Linked DNA regions of Ovis aries: region 1 is linked to region 2. Evidence: chromatin contacts called from public Hi-C data. All regions are on one chromosome and are shown on one strand. The core of a region is the stretch at or near the end of the contact, and the rest is flanking DNA. Distances in the headings are between cores, read along the strand shown. Region 1 holds the start of GCC1 (GRIP and coiled-coil domain containing 1). Region 2 holds the start of ZNF800 (zinc finger protein 800).

Region 1 (5,745 bases), core at 2,725-5,224, 170 kb before region 2:
GGCCCGCCCTACGTCACCTCGGGCCGGCCCCCGTTCTGGCCCCGCCCCAGCCCTCAGCCCCGCCCCTCCGCCCCGCCTCCAGGCCCTGGCTCCGGAAGACTGGAGCTGAGCGAGTCTTCACCGCGTCTATGGTTAGGGCGCCAGTTTCGAAGATGGGAAGGCCCTGGGTCTCCCCAGGCTTCTAGCACGCCAGTCAGGTCCTTGGAGCTGAACCAGCAACCCGAGCGAAGCCGAGAAAATCCTACGACGCTCCGTAACGGCCCTCTACCCCCATCTTCAGTAGCCGGTCGCCGGGCTTTGGTTTGTTGCGTCGAACACACACTGGGCTCCGGTTTAGCTCTTGGTAACCAGCAGCCTCGACTGTGTGCATCACCCCGCCCCCGCCCCCCACCCGGGGGAGGGGGACGGAAATTCCGTGCAAATGTCTTCCTCTTTCCTTTTGTCCTCTCAGCTCTCAGCGAGGGACTTGGAACGTAGTAAGTGGTTCAGTGACCGTAGACTCTCGAGAGGAGTACGCCACAGGTGGAGGAAGATGTGCTTCATGGTTCCTTAATACTCTAGTTTCAGTGATCCGCGGAGAAGGCAATGGCACGCCACTCCAGTACTCCTGCCTGGAAAATCCCATGGAGGAGGAGCCTGGTAGGCTGCAGTCCATGGGGTCGCTAAGAGTCGGACACGACTGAGCGACTTCACTTTCACTTTTCACTTTCATGCATTGGAGAAGGAAATGGCAACCCAATCCAGTGTTCTTGCTTGGAGAATGCCAGAGACGACGGAGCCTGGTGGGCTGCCGTCTATGGGGTCTCACAGTCGGACACGACTGAAGCGACTTAGCAGCAGCAGCAGTAGCAGACCCTACTCCTGTATACTACAGGACTCCGCTTTCTCCTAGAAGGCCCTGGCAATAACGCCTTTCAGGTCGCACCGGGCAGCCTTTCTGAAGCTCCTTCCTCACTCTGCCACAGACCTGGGGACCAGGATTTTTGATGCACAGCTATCCTGTGAGGAAGCTCTCACCAAAGAGCTTCACCAGTTATTTCCCCACTGATCTTAGCATCAAAGGGGGAAATTGCAAGATAGGAATTAGTTTAAATTTCTCTTATGACAGAGACTGGGTCGATGCCGCACCCAATACTTATAAAACAAATGCTGGCTTGGTTGAATGGACTAACTGGTTGCTCAGTGGAGCAAAGACAGACGTTTTGCCTATTCTGGATTCTCAGCGGGCTTCTAGGATCAATTGCTGGTGCAGTGGACACGGTGAGGTGAGCTGGGATCAGAGAACGTTTGTTCCTTCGTTCCTTCCTTTCCTCATTAAATAAATATCTATTGAGTACCCATTAGGTGCCATTGTTCCAGGCCTCATTTCAAATACCAGTTCTGCCCCCCCTCCCCCACTTTTTAGGGCTTGATTTCAACAATACAACCTATCATTTTCTCATCTACAAAAGGAGACTGATATCCATCCTAATTGCCTCATGAGGTTATGGTGAAGATTAAAATGATATTAAAATGATAATGTATCTGAATGTTTTCTATGATGCAGCTGGATGTTATCTGGGCTACCAAGAAACTGGGTTTCAAAAGACTTCTAGTGTCTGACCATCACTCTAAAGAGAACAGATTTTGGGCGTCAAGTATGAGTGAATACATGACTCCTATTCCTCAGAGGCTTACATTCCTAAGAAAGCTTTTACAAGATTGAAGAGCACACTTAAAAGAGTTCTAATATAATAACACAACTAGTGGTGATCTTTAGCTCTTTCAATTAGCCTTGTTTCCCTCTGTCCTAACATCTTTATGTTTTGAACTTTTAATTTTGTGTTGGGGTATAGCCATTTAACAGTATTGTGATAGTTTCAGGTGAACAGTTAAGGGACTCAGCCATACAGATACATGGAACCATCCTCCCCGTAACCCCCCTCCCATACAGGCTGCCACATAATGTTGAACAGAGTTCCATGTGCTATACAGTAGGTCCTTGTTGGTTATCCATTTTAAATACAGGGACTTCCGAGGTGGCTTACTAGTAAAGAATGCCTGCCAAGCAGGAGACTGGAGTTCGACCCTGGGTCAGGAAGATCCTCTAGAGAAGGAAATAGTAACCCACTCCAGTATTCTTGTCTGGGAAATCCCTTGGACAGAGGAAGCTGATGGGCTACAGTCCATCAGGTTGCAAAGAGTCAGTCACAACTCAGTGACTAAACAGCAACAGCAGCCATGTGTACGTGGCCATTCCAAACTCCCTAACTATCCCTTCCCCTCTAGGCAACTATAAGTTCCTTCTCTAAGTCTGTGAGTCATTTTCCATTTTGTAAGGAAGTTCATTTGTATCATTTCTTTTTAGATTCCACATATAAGGGATGCCATACGCTATTTCTCCTTCTCTTCACTCAGTATGACACTCTCTGGGTCCATCCATGTTGCTGCAAATGGCATTATTTCATCCTTTTTAATTAGCCTCTTTACATTCCTGTTATCATTGCTCTATTTCACTATCATTTGATCCCCATGACTGAAAATGGTCTTCTGCACTTTGGTATCTCCACCTTGTCATATAAGACTTGATGCCACTCTTGTGATGGAAATCCTTTAGTGTCTTATAACCAAAGGTAAAATCCAAATACCTTAATTTGGGTGCTCATCTATTGTGTCAGCAGTATCTGTTGCCAGCCCCTTTGCATACCCTAAGCTACTGCCTTGAAATGATTCTCAATGCTTCCCAGGTGAGACAAACTCTCTGATGCTCCAGAGTCCTTGCAAGTTTTCCCTCTGCCTAGAATGTTGTTTTGGAGAGGGCAATGGCACATCACTCTGGTACTCTTGCCTGGAAAATCCCATGGACGGAGGAGCCTGGTGGGCTGCAGTCCATGGGGTCGCCAAGAGTCAGACACGACTGAACGACTTCACTTTCACTTTTCACTTTCATGCACTGGAGAAGGAAATGGCAGCCCACTCCAGTGTTCTTGCCTGGAGAATCCCAGAGACGGGGGAGCCTGGTGGGCTGCCGTCTATGGGTCGCACAGAGTCGGACACGACTGAAGTGACTTAGCAGCAGTTAGCAGAATGTTGTTTCCCTCATTTCTAGTTAGATGGACAATCAGTACTTACTCTTCAAATTCCAACTCATTTCCCCTGAAAGCCTGCGCTGTTTCCCTTAGACAGGGCTCCCTCCTCTTAACTTCAGTATCACTTTGAATATACTTGTGTTTGCATGGCTGCTGCTTCTCTAGATGTGGGCTCCTTGAGGGTAGGAGCTTGTCCTTTCCTGGTGATCACCTGGCATAGCACTTGGTATGTTGAGAATCAGACCGATCTACATGGGATTCTAAACCCAAGGCTATGTGACCTTGGTGTATTACTTAACTTCTCTGTGCCTCACGTTGCACTATCTGTAAAATAGTGCTAATGATGCTCAGCAGATTAATTATAAAGACTAAATAGCAAAACTCTTGTGAAGCTTCTGAAATATAGGTGGCACTTAGAATGGACATGATGCCTATATATATTTATTTATATATATTTGTTAAATGAACCCAGCAGAACTCAGGAAAGGTGTAATAATAATTATACACCGTCTAGGTGTCAAATACTGTCCTAGAAAGGGTTGTCATCTTTGTGGTCTAAATGGTAGTCTTAACTGTTGCTCTTTAAGGACAACGGTACTGAGCACCCAAACAGTGGGGCCTGTCATTTACCCGAGTCTTTGGTAAGGGCTCATTACAATGTCGCCCCCGTCCCTCGCTGATCTTAGCGCTAGAGCAAGATCAGGCGCCTTCAGCAAACCAACATGACTCCGGTGTACTCGACTCTGCTTGCTCTGCTGTGGTGGAGAGGAACCAGCACTCGGCCGGAGAGTGACCAGTTCTCAGCCCTGCTGGGTTCTCTTCCCACCAGCCGGCTGAGGTAGCCCCGCCCACCTCGCGCCCACTGGGGGCGGGGCTCAATACGTCGCGCTCTCGTCACTTCCAGCAGACCCGGAAGCGCCGTTGTCCCAGCCGCTAGAGTTAGGAAGTCGGGATGGAGCTACGCTCATCTTAAACCTTTGGCCTGTAGTGCGCCGGGGCCGGGCCGGTGCTGCTGTGGCTGGGTGAGCGGGGAGCGCGGAGCGGCTTCTGGGGCAGTGCGGGCGAGCCCTGGCAGTGTGCCCTTCTTGTGCCAGCGTCGCCCCGCCTCTAGGATAGGACCCGCCCCCGCCCTCCTGTCTGGGACCTGGCAAGCGTTTCTGCCCTGCTGCCCCGCCGCCCTGCATCCGGTCTCAAACAGCTGCTTGGAGCGGATGTGCGGCAGAGGGGGACAGCTATCTCCCCGTCGCATACAACCCCTGCTAGCATCTTCGTGACGCTCTCCCAGCCTGTCCAAACCCTGGCCTGGAGCAACCCGTCCTGAACCCTCATGGAGAAGTTTGGAATGAATTTCGGGGGCGGCCCAAGCAAGAAGGACCTGCTGGAGACCATTGAGACTCAGAAGAAGCAGCTCCTCCAGTACCAAACTCGTCTCAAGGATGTAGTCCTTGCCTATAAAAGTCTGCTGAAGGAGAAAGAGGCGCTGGAGGCCAGCATTAAGGTACTGTCTGTATCCCACGAGGCGGATGTAGGCCTCGCAGGTGTGCAGCCTCAAGGCCTCACCTTTCCTGACTCTGTGGATGACCGATGCTCCACTCACAGCGAGGATAGCACAGGGACCGCCGCCAGCCTGGATACTGCGGCCAGTATCACCAGCACCAAGGGTGAGTTTGGGGTAGAAGATGACAGACTGGCCCGTGGACCACCTCCTCCAAAGTTGGAAGAGGCCAGCGGGTCAGAGAGTGGCGTTAGCAGTAGTAGTGGGGACGGACCATCTGGGGGTGGGGAGGTGGACAAACGACTGCACCAGCTGAAGACTCAGTTGGCTACTTTGACCAGCTCTTTGGCTACAGTCACCCAGGAGAAGTCCCGCATGGAAGCTTCTTACCTGGCGGACAAAAAGAAGATGAAGCAGGACTTAGAGGATGCCAGTAAGAAAGCAGAGGAGGAGAGGGGCCGGCTGGAGGGAGAACTGAAGGGGCTGCAGGAACAGATAGCAGAAACCAAAGCCCGGCTTATCACGCAGCAACATGATCGGGCCCAAGAGCAGAGCGACCATGCCTTGATGCTGCGTGAGCTCCAGAAACTGCTGCAGGAGGAGAGGGCCCAGCGCCAGGACTTGGAGCTTCGGTTGGAAGAGACTCGGGAAGCTCTGGCCGGGCGGGCCTATGCAGCCGGTCAGATGGAAGGGTTTGAACTGCAGACCAAGCAACTGACCCGTGAGGTGGAAGAGCTGAAAGGTGAGCTTCAGGCTCTTCGAGATGAGAAGAATCAGCCTGACCCCCGGCTGAAGGAGCTTCAAGAAGAGGCTGCCTGCCTCAAGAGCCATTTCCAGGCTCAGTTGCAGCAGGAAATGAGAAAGGTAATTATCTTCATCTCTTTCAAACATGAGTCATTTAACTTAAAGTGGCTTCTCAGGTGGCTCAGTGGTAAAGAATCCATCTGCCAATGGAAGAGATTCTGGAGATATGGGTTTGATCCCTGGGTCAGGAAGATCCCCTGGAGTAGGAAGTTGCAACCCACTCCAGTATTCTTGCCTGGAAAACCACATAGACAGAGGAGCCTGGTAGGCTACAGTCCATAAGGAAGTAAAGAGTCAGACACGAGTCAGCACACACCACTTGTGACACATGGGGAAATATTAGTGTTTTTTTTTTTTTTCTCCTTTGACAGAACTAAG
Region 2 (6,024 bases), core at 744-3,243:
ATCCTAATTTTTCAGAATATTTAAAACTTATTCTATTAGCATACAATTTTGAGGACTCTCTAGTGATGACCACTTTGAAATATAAACATCTTTAATTCACATCTGGTCAGCAAATACTTGTAACTTTCACTTATCTGAAGTAACGCTTTTTCATGTTCATGAAAATTTAAAATTGTATATTCATTTTTAAGCCCATGATAAATTTGCTTATTCAGGTAGATCTCCCAAAACTTAAAAATATTTCACCTCAAATTTTACCAAGGATCTCCAGTGTTAAAATAAAAATTCCACTGTTAAGGGTCACATTAAAATTTTTTTTCTATTGTTTTGCATAAGCATATTCCTCTGTGGCTCAGTGGTAAAAGAATCACCTGCAGTGCCTGGAGCTGCAGGAGATGCAGCTTCCCTTCCTGGGTCAGGAAGATTGGAGGAGGGCATGGCAACCCACTCCAGTATTCTTGCCTAGAGAATCCCATGGACAGAGGAGCCTTGTGGGATACAGTCCCTTGGGTTGCAAAGAATTGGACAGGACTGAAGAGACTTAGCATGAAAATATAAGAAAAATATTTTACTGGTTGTATGACAAACACTATCATGTGGATGCAGCTTACTTTACTTTTAGAAATTGTGGCATTTCATTTTTAATTGGGACAATAGTTGCTTTACAATGTTGTTAGCTTCTGCCATATAACAAAGTGAATCAGCTATATGTGTGTGTGTGTGTGTGTGTGTGTGTGTATATATATATATATATGCCCACATATCCCCTCTTGGACCGCCCCCCTGACCACCTAGATCCATTTCATTTTAGTTTGTTTTGTGTTGCTTAACAATGGGACAGACAAAAATGATCAAATATACTATGCTGACCAGTTAAGTGTGCAGAATGAACAGGTGGAATTCCTTTTTAAAAAGATAATTTTTGTATCATTTTCCTGTCACCCCTATTATTTGGCTGCTAAAATCACTCAGATCTATGCAAATACTCCATTCAGTGTATTTACAGTAACATTTATTACTGGACCTAATACAAACTCTGAATTTTGAAAATAGATTTCAGTCACTCGTTTGTTCTTCCAAAATACATACAGAGCCTGTCTACTAAACGTTTTCACGGATCCGAAAACCGGCAACTTAATCATGAACGTTTTCAGTGGATCGTGGGGGAGGGCGGGTGGAGATTTTTTAAGTGGACTTTTTCTTTCTTAAAATTTTCATTTTTGCTTCTGGAGCCGGGGAGAAGGCGGGGGAAGCGGCTCTCCCACCCTCGAGCACCGGCACACGGGGTTGCAGAATTTGACAGACCACTGCGATCCTGGGGGGTTTTCCAAGCAGGATAAGCGCCGAAGAGAAGAAAAAGTGAGTACTGCCCACGTGACCCAACTTCGCTTTCAGATGCCAGACGCCAAGCGCAGCTGCGATCAATACCTATCTTCCACGGACTAGACTGTTTTCCTCCCAAAGACCTGATAAAGCTCTGAGAAGAACACTTCAGAAATTGCTGGGTTAGAGAAAAAAAAAAGTTTCACTTGTACCCTTTATAAATGCGCTGACAACTTTTTCGGAATCACCACGATTTACGGCTTACGCATTTGCCAAGCCTCTTCCTACAGTTCTCTCCCCTGCTTTTCCAAGCCTCCCGGTTTCGGTTCCAAAGCGATAGCAACAGTTTGGTTACCCAGCAGCCCGTCTCCCGGCCCCAACCACCGCACCAGTGGCCTCGCACCTCTTGGCCCGCGAAGCCCAGGACTTCGGCCCCCCGTCCGCCGGGGACGCTTGCGAGAGCCGCGGGTCGAAGACACCCGGCTGTCGGCCCCGCGCCACCAGCCCGGTCTCCCTCTCCCTGCCCAGCCGCCGCGCGTCGCCTCCCCACCGGCGGGGGCGCCGGGCCGGGCGCATGCGCGTGACGCTCCCGGGCGTGCCGGCCACACTCCCCCCACCCACTCCGAGAGCTTGTCACTTCCTGCCCTCGCCCCATCTCCGTCCGGGGTCAGTCACTCGCTCCCTGTCGCTGCCGGAGAGTCTCTGCTTCCCCCTTCCTACTCGCTCCGCGGCGGTAGCTCAGGCTCTTCGGGGAGGGGGAGACCGAGAAAGCGAGAGACTGACTTAATAAAGTTTCCTGAAACAACAACTACTACCAGAAAGGGCCCAAGGTGGGGGGAAACCCCCATCCTTTCGCGCCCCTCTCCAAAAGCCTGAGGGACCGTTGCAGGTGGAGCGACGCTGGGGGGGAGCCGGGCTCCAGCGGCAGCCGTTGCCCGGGCGAGGGGCGCCTCAGGTCCTGCCCTCTTCGGTTCCAGCTCCTTCGGTGGCGGCAGCAGCGGCTGCGGGGCGGTTCCTCCTGTCAACTGCCTGCGCCCGCGCGCTGCCCGCCCGCCCAGTTCCACAGCGCGGAGGGACGCCGTGAGCCGCCGCGTCGCCTCGGGCCGCGGAGGGACGTGGTGAGCTGTGGCGCTTCCGCGTCAGCGTCGGCGGGGACTCTTTGGGAGCGCGTCGGGCCCGAACCCCGGTCCCTTCGCGCGGTCCGCCGAGGCTGCGCCAGGTGGGGCCCGAAGCCGCCTCCCACGCCAGGCTGTCCCCGCGGCCGCCCGGCCTGCTTTCCTTCCTTCCGCCCGCCCGCCGGCCCGCCCCAGGAGTTCAGTAAGTTGGGCGCACTTGGTTTGGGGGACCGGGGCTCTGCCTGGGAGACCCCTGCGCACGTGCGTAGCGGGAGGGCCGGTGTGGGCCGGCCGCTGGCGGGAGCTACCCTTCGGCTGCCGCCGCGCCCCCCGCCCCGCGGGCCCCGGCGCTGGCCGTGCCCGCTGCGCTCCGCGCCTCCATCTCCGCGCGCGCCCGCACGGGAAGGCGAGGCCGTCGCCGCCGCCCGCGCAGCCGGCCAGGCCCTCGCCCTGCGCTGCGCGCCCGGGGCTGCGTTTCCGGGTAGGGCGATGAACCTGTGCGGGAGTTCGGGCTGGTGAAGCCTTCGTGCGTTTTTATTTTTCAGTTGGAGAGGAAGGTGCAGGGCGCTGGAGGGGAAGCGGAGGGTGGGTGATGGGAACGTTTCTGGAAAATGCAGCGAGAGCCCCCCCAGGAAGTTCAGGGTGAGTGACGGGTTTGTGCTTCTTTCAACAGCCAAGCCGCAATGAAGAGCTTCTTACAGTGAAAGGAAAGTAGGTCGCGCCCACTGAAAATGCCTTTAAGGGACAAGTACTGTCAGACTGACCACCATCATCACGGATGCTGTGAACCAGGTATACCCCTTTCTTCTCCAGTTGCTTTGGTCTCCATCAGAGCCACTCTGCTCTCTGTTTTCTTTTCTTCCTGCCCAAGAAGTCATTCCTAACTAAGCAGGCTATAATTTCCCCTAGCATAAAACCAGTTATGAAGCTAAAAGCTTGTACAAACAAGAGATCTCCCTTGCTTGATCCCTTCAAAAAGGTACTGCTGGTGTCACCTTAAATCTTTTCCACAAGATCGATTACTCAATCCGTTTTCCTTCCCTTTCAAGGCAGCTTGTAGCTAGTAGTATACCCTCATGCTCTGTGAATGGTTAAAACTGAAGCGAAAGGAAAAACTAGGTAGTATTAGAATACTACCATTTATTTTTATGAAAGCTGTTTCATTTAAACTTTTAAAAACTAGAAATTTCTTCTGCTTAAACAGTATTGAAAAAGAGCATAATGCTTAAACCTAAGAATGAGTTTAGTTTCGGCTAAGGAAAGTTTGTGGAAGTCAACTTGTTGGGAGAATGAGGTATTAAGTGCGACCTCTTAAAGATCTTGGACAGAACACAGGATTGCAAAATCTGATTATTTAAGATAAATATTTTTAGGATATTGTTCAGAGGGATGTTTTTTAGTTGACTTTATGAAACTAAAAAGGTATTTTTTGGAATCTCACAAGGAGTATTAGAACACTAATAAAATGTGATGTATAAACTAGTGATAGTTTTTCTGCTTGTTAGAGGTTTGTGCATTATTAGAAACATTTAGAGGTACAGCTTAAAAGAGAATCCTTGAATATACACTGTCACTAAACCAACAAAAGGCTTTTCTGTTAAGTTCAAAGGCAGTTGTTGAGCATTATTTTTGATGTAAAAGTTCTAGGACTTTTTAGTACTTTTGCTTGTTTCTTGTTGGGGTATTTTAACTGCACCCAGTGTACTTGGTTTTGTCACAGTGAAATTAATTTAGAGTACGTTTTGATTAATGGGGAAAAAAATGGTGGTGTTAAAGGGGAAGAACTTATATTGTCTGGAAACTTTGGTACATGTTAGAATAAAATTTGTACTATGACCCTGTCCCCACTAATTTGCTGAAAATAATAACCTCTGCTAATAAAACAGGCAATCCCAGAGTGGAATCCAGTGTTTATTCACTTGCTCCCTGATTTGCCTACCTTTCATCATCCTTTCTACTGCACATTTTGTGTATTTGAAGTGAATATATATCCCTTATAGTTTACCAATTGTTGAATGGATTTTACTAGTTTTGAAGTAGAAAACTGTGAATGGTTTCTTATACTTCCACTCTTTTTTTTTTTTCCACTGGAAGACAGCCTCTTCCACTGTCTTTTTATTCCGTATTTTTCTGAGAAGTCTTTAAGTTGAATTAGTTAATTAAATCATATTAAAGCTTGTTGCTTAGGTAGAGATGTATTTTGTCATTCATTTAGTTCTTTGACAAGTCTTTATTGAGTACCAGTTAGGTGCTAGGCACTGTTCAAGGCAATGTGGATATAAGTGGTGAACACAACAGATAATTTTGCTCCTTCATGGAACCTTTGAGTGGAAAGGGATGGATGTAAATAAGTACACAGATAAGGTAATTTGTGACCATACCTTATTTAGTATATTCTGATAAAGTTTTCTAGATACTTTGAAGATATTTTCCAGAGATGAACTTTTAAATTTGTGTTGAAACTTGTGCTTCTTTTCCTCCCTCATTAACACAAAGTCAGATAAGTTGCTTTAATTTTAAAAATTCAGCTTTATTTTGCCAGAAACTTTTCCCATGCAGTTTATTTTTCAGACTGTTAGGTCAAAAGTGGTTGGTATTTCTTTGCTTTTTTAGTTAGAAGTAAACACTTTCTGAGGGTTTAGTTCATATGAAAGGTAGAAGTGTAACTTATGAGGTAGTTTTAATTGTCATTATTTCACAGGAAGATAAAGGACCAAGTGAGAGGATGTTTCCAGTATTGAGAGGAATAGAAATGGTAGTTTTAAAAAGAGGTTGCCCTCAGATGGAGGGAAGAAGATGACATTATGTTTATGAAGTTCTTTTAATGAACTCTGCTGAGAGATCTGTCCTCCGTTTGAATTATGAATAGTAGGTGAGTTCCTGAATGAGAGAGAGCAATGTGTTTCTGGGGAGGTCTTGATAGGCTGGATCAATTTGTAGTGAGTGGTGGTGTTATAAGCTCGTATGTAAAGTATATTCTTAGTTATGTTTTAAGAAAGTTTTTTTGTTAGAAAAATTTTCAAACATTCAAAGGTAGAATGCTATTGGAACCTTACGTAACCAACACACAGGTCCATCGGTTATCAGTATGTGAGTATGTGGACAATTACTTTTGATCTGTATTCTCCCCTCACCACAGTTCCTTCTATATCTTCCAACTGCTCTCCTGCTCACTACTATTTGTAAGCAAATCTCAGACATCTTAGGTTGAAGAATATCTTGAGAGGCTTGTGTTAAGGGAGGAGAGACTGTTAACGCAAGTAGGTGATTCTGGGAGGTGTGTTCTTGGAAGGATGTAAAGAAAGATGTTAACCTCTGAGACTTTAGGGTTTTTGGCTGGAGGGAGGTGCTGTTTTTTTCCTTAATGGTTATGTGACCTGGTCTTGGGAGGGATGATAGGATATGCAAGAAGAAATTTTATAAAATATTGACATAAAAAGTTTTTTTAGGATTGAGAATATGTTTTCAAATGAAGAAAGAAATGGGACCTATACAGATGTGTATACCAGGTGGATATTCCACTCATAACAAAACTAACCCTGGGGTTATTTTGAATGGTGTCTCAGGATGTGTATGTATTCTGGTG

The links. A called contact is a pair of places that touch in the nucleus more often than the background predicts.
Region 1: a contact with region 2 is called in a Hi-C map of liver, with 2.6 times the contacts expected there. The contact joins the promoter of GCC1 here to the promoter of ZNF800 in region 2. A contact is called at or near these places in 2 of 16 Hi-C or Micro-C datasets (hypothalamus and liver).

The regions. Positions count from the first base shown.
Region 1 is chr4:93,528,789-93,534,533 of ARS-UI_Ramb_v3.0, reverse strand. It overlaps GCC1 (GRIP and coiled-coil domain containing 1), which reads left to right and starts at 3,974. Exons shown (of 2, transcript XM_004008035.6): 1 at 3,974-5,427. The coding sequence starts at 4,396.
Region 2 is chr4:93,353,926-93,359,949 of ARS-UI_Ramb_v3.0, reverse strand. It overlaps ZNF800 (zinc finger protein 800), which reads left to right and starts at 1,993. Exons shown (of 6, transcript XM_042248772.1): 1 at 1,993-2,640; 2 at 3,112-3,230. The coding sequence starts at 3,170. It overlaps LOC121819422 (craniofacial development protein 2-like), which reads right to left and starts at 1,899. Exons shown (of 2, transcript XM_042248773.2): 1 at 1,727-1,899; 2 at 1-1,501.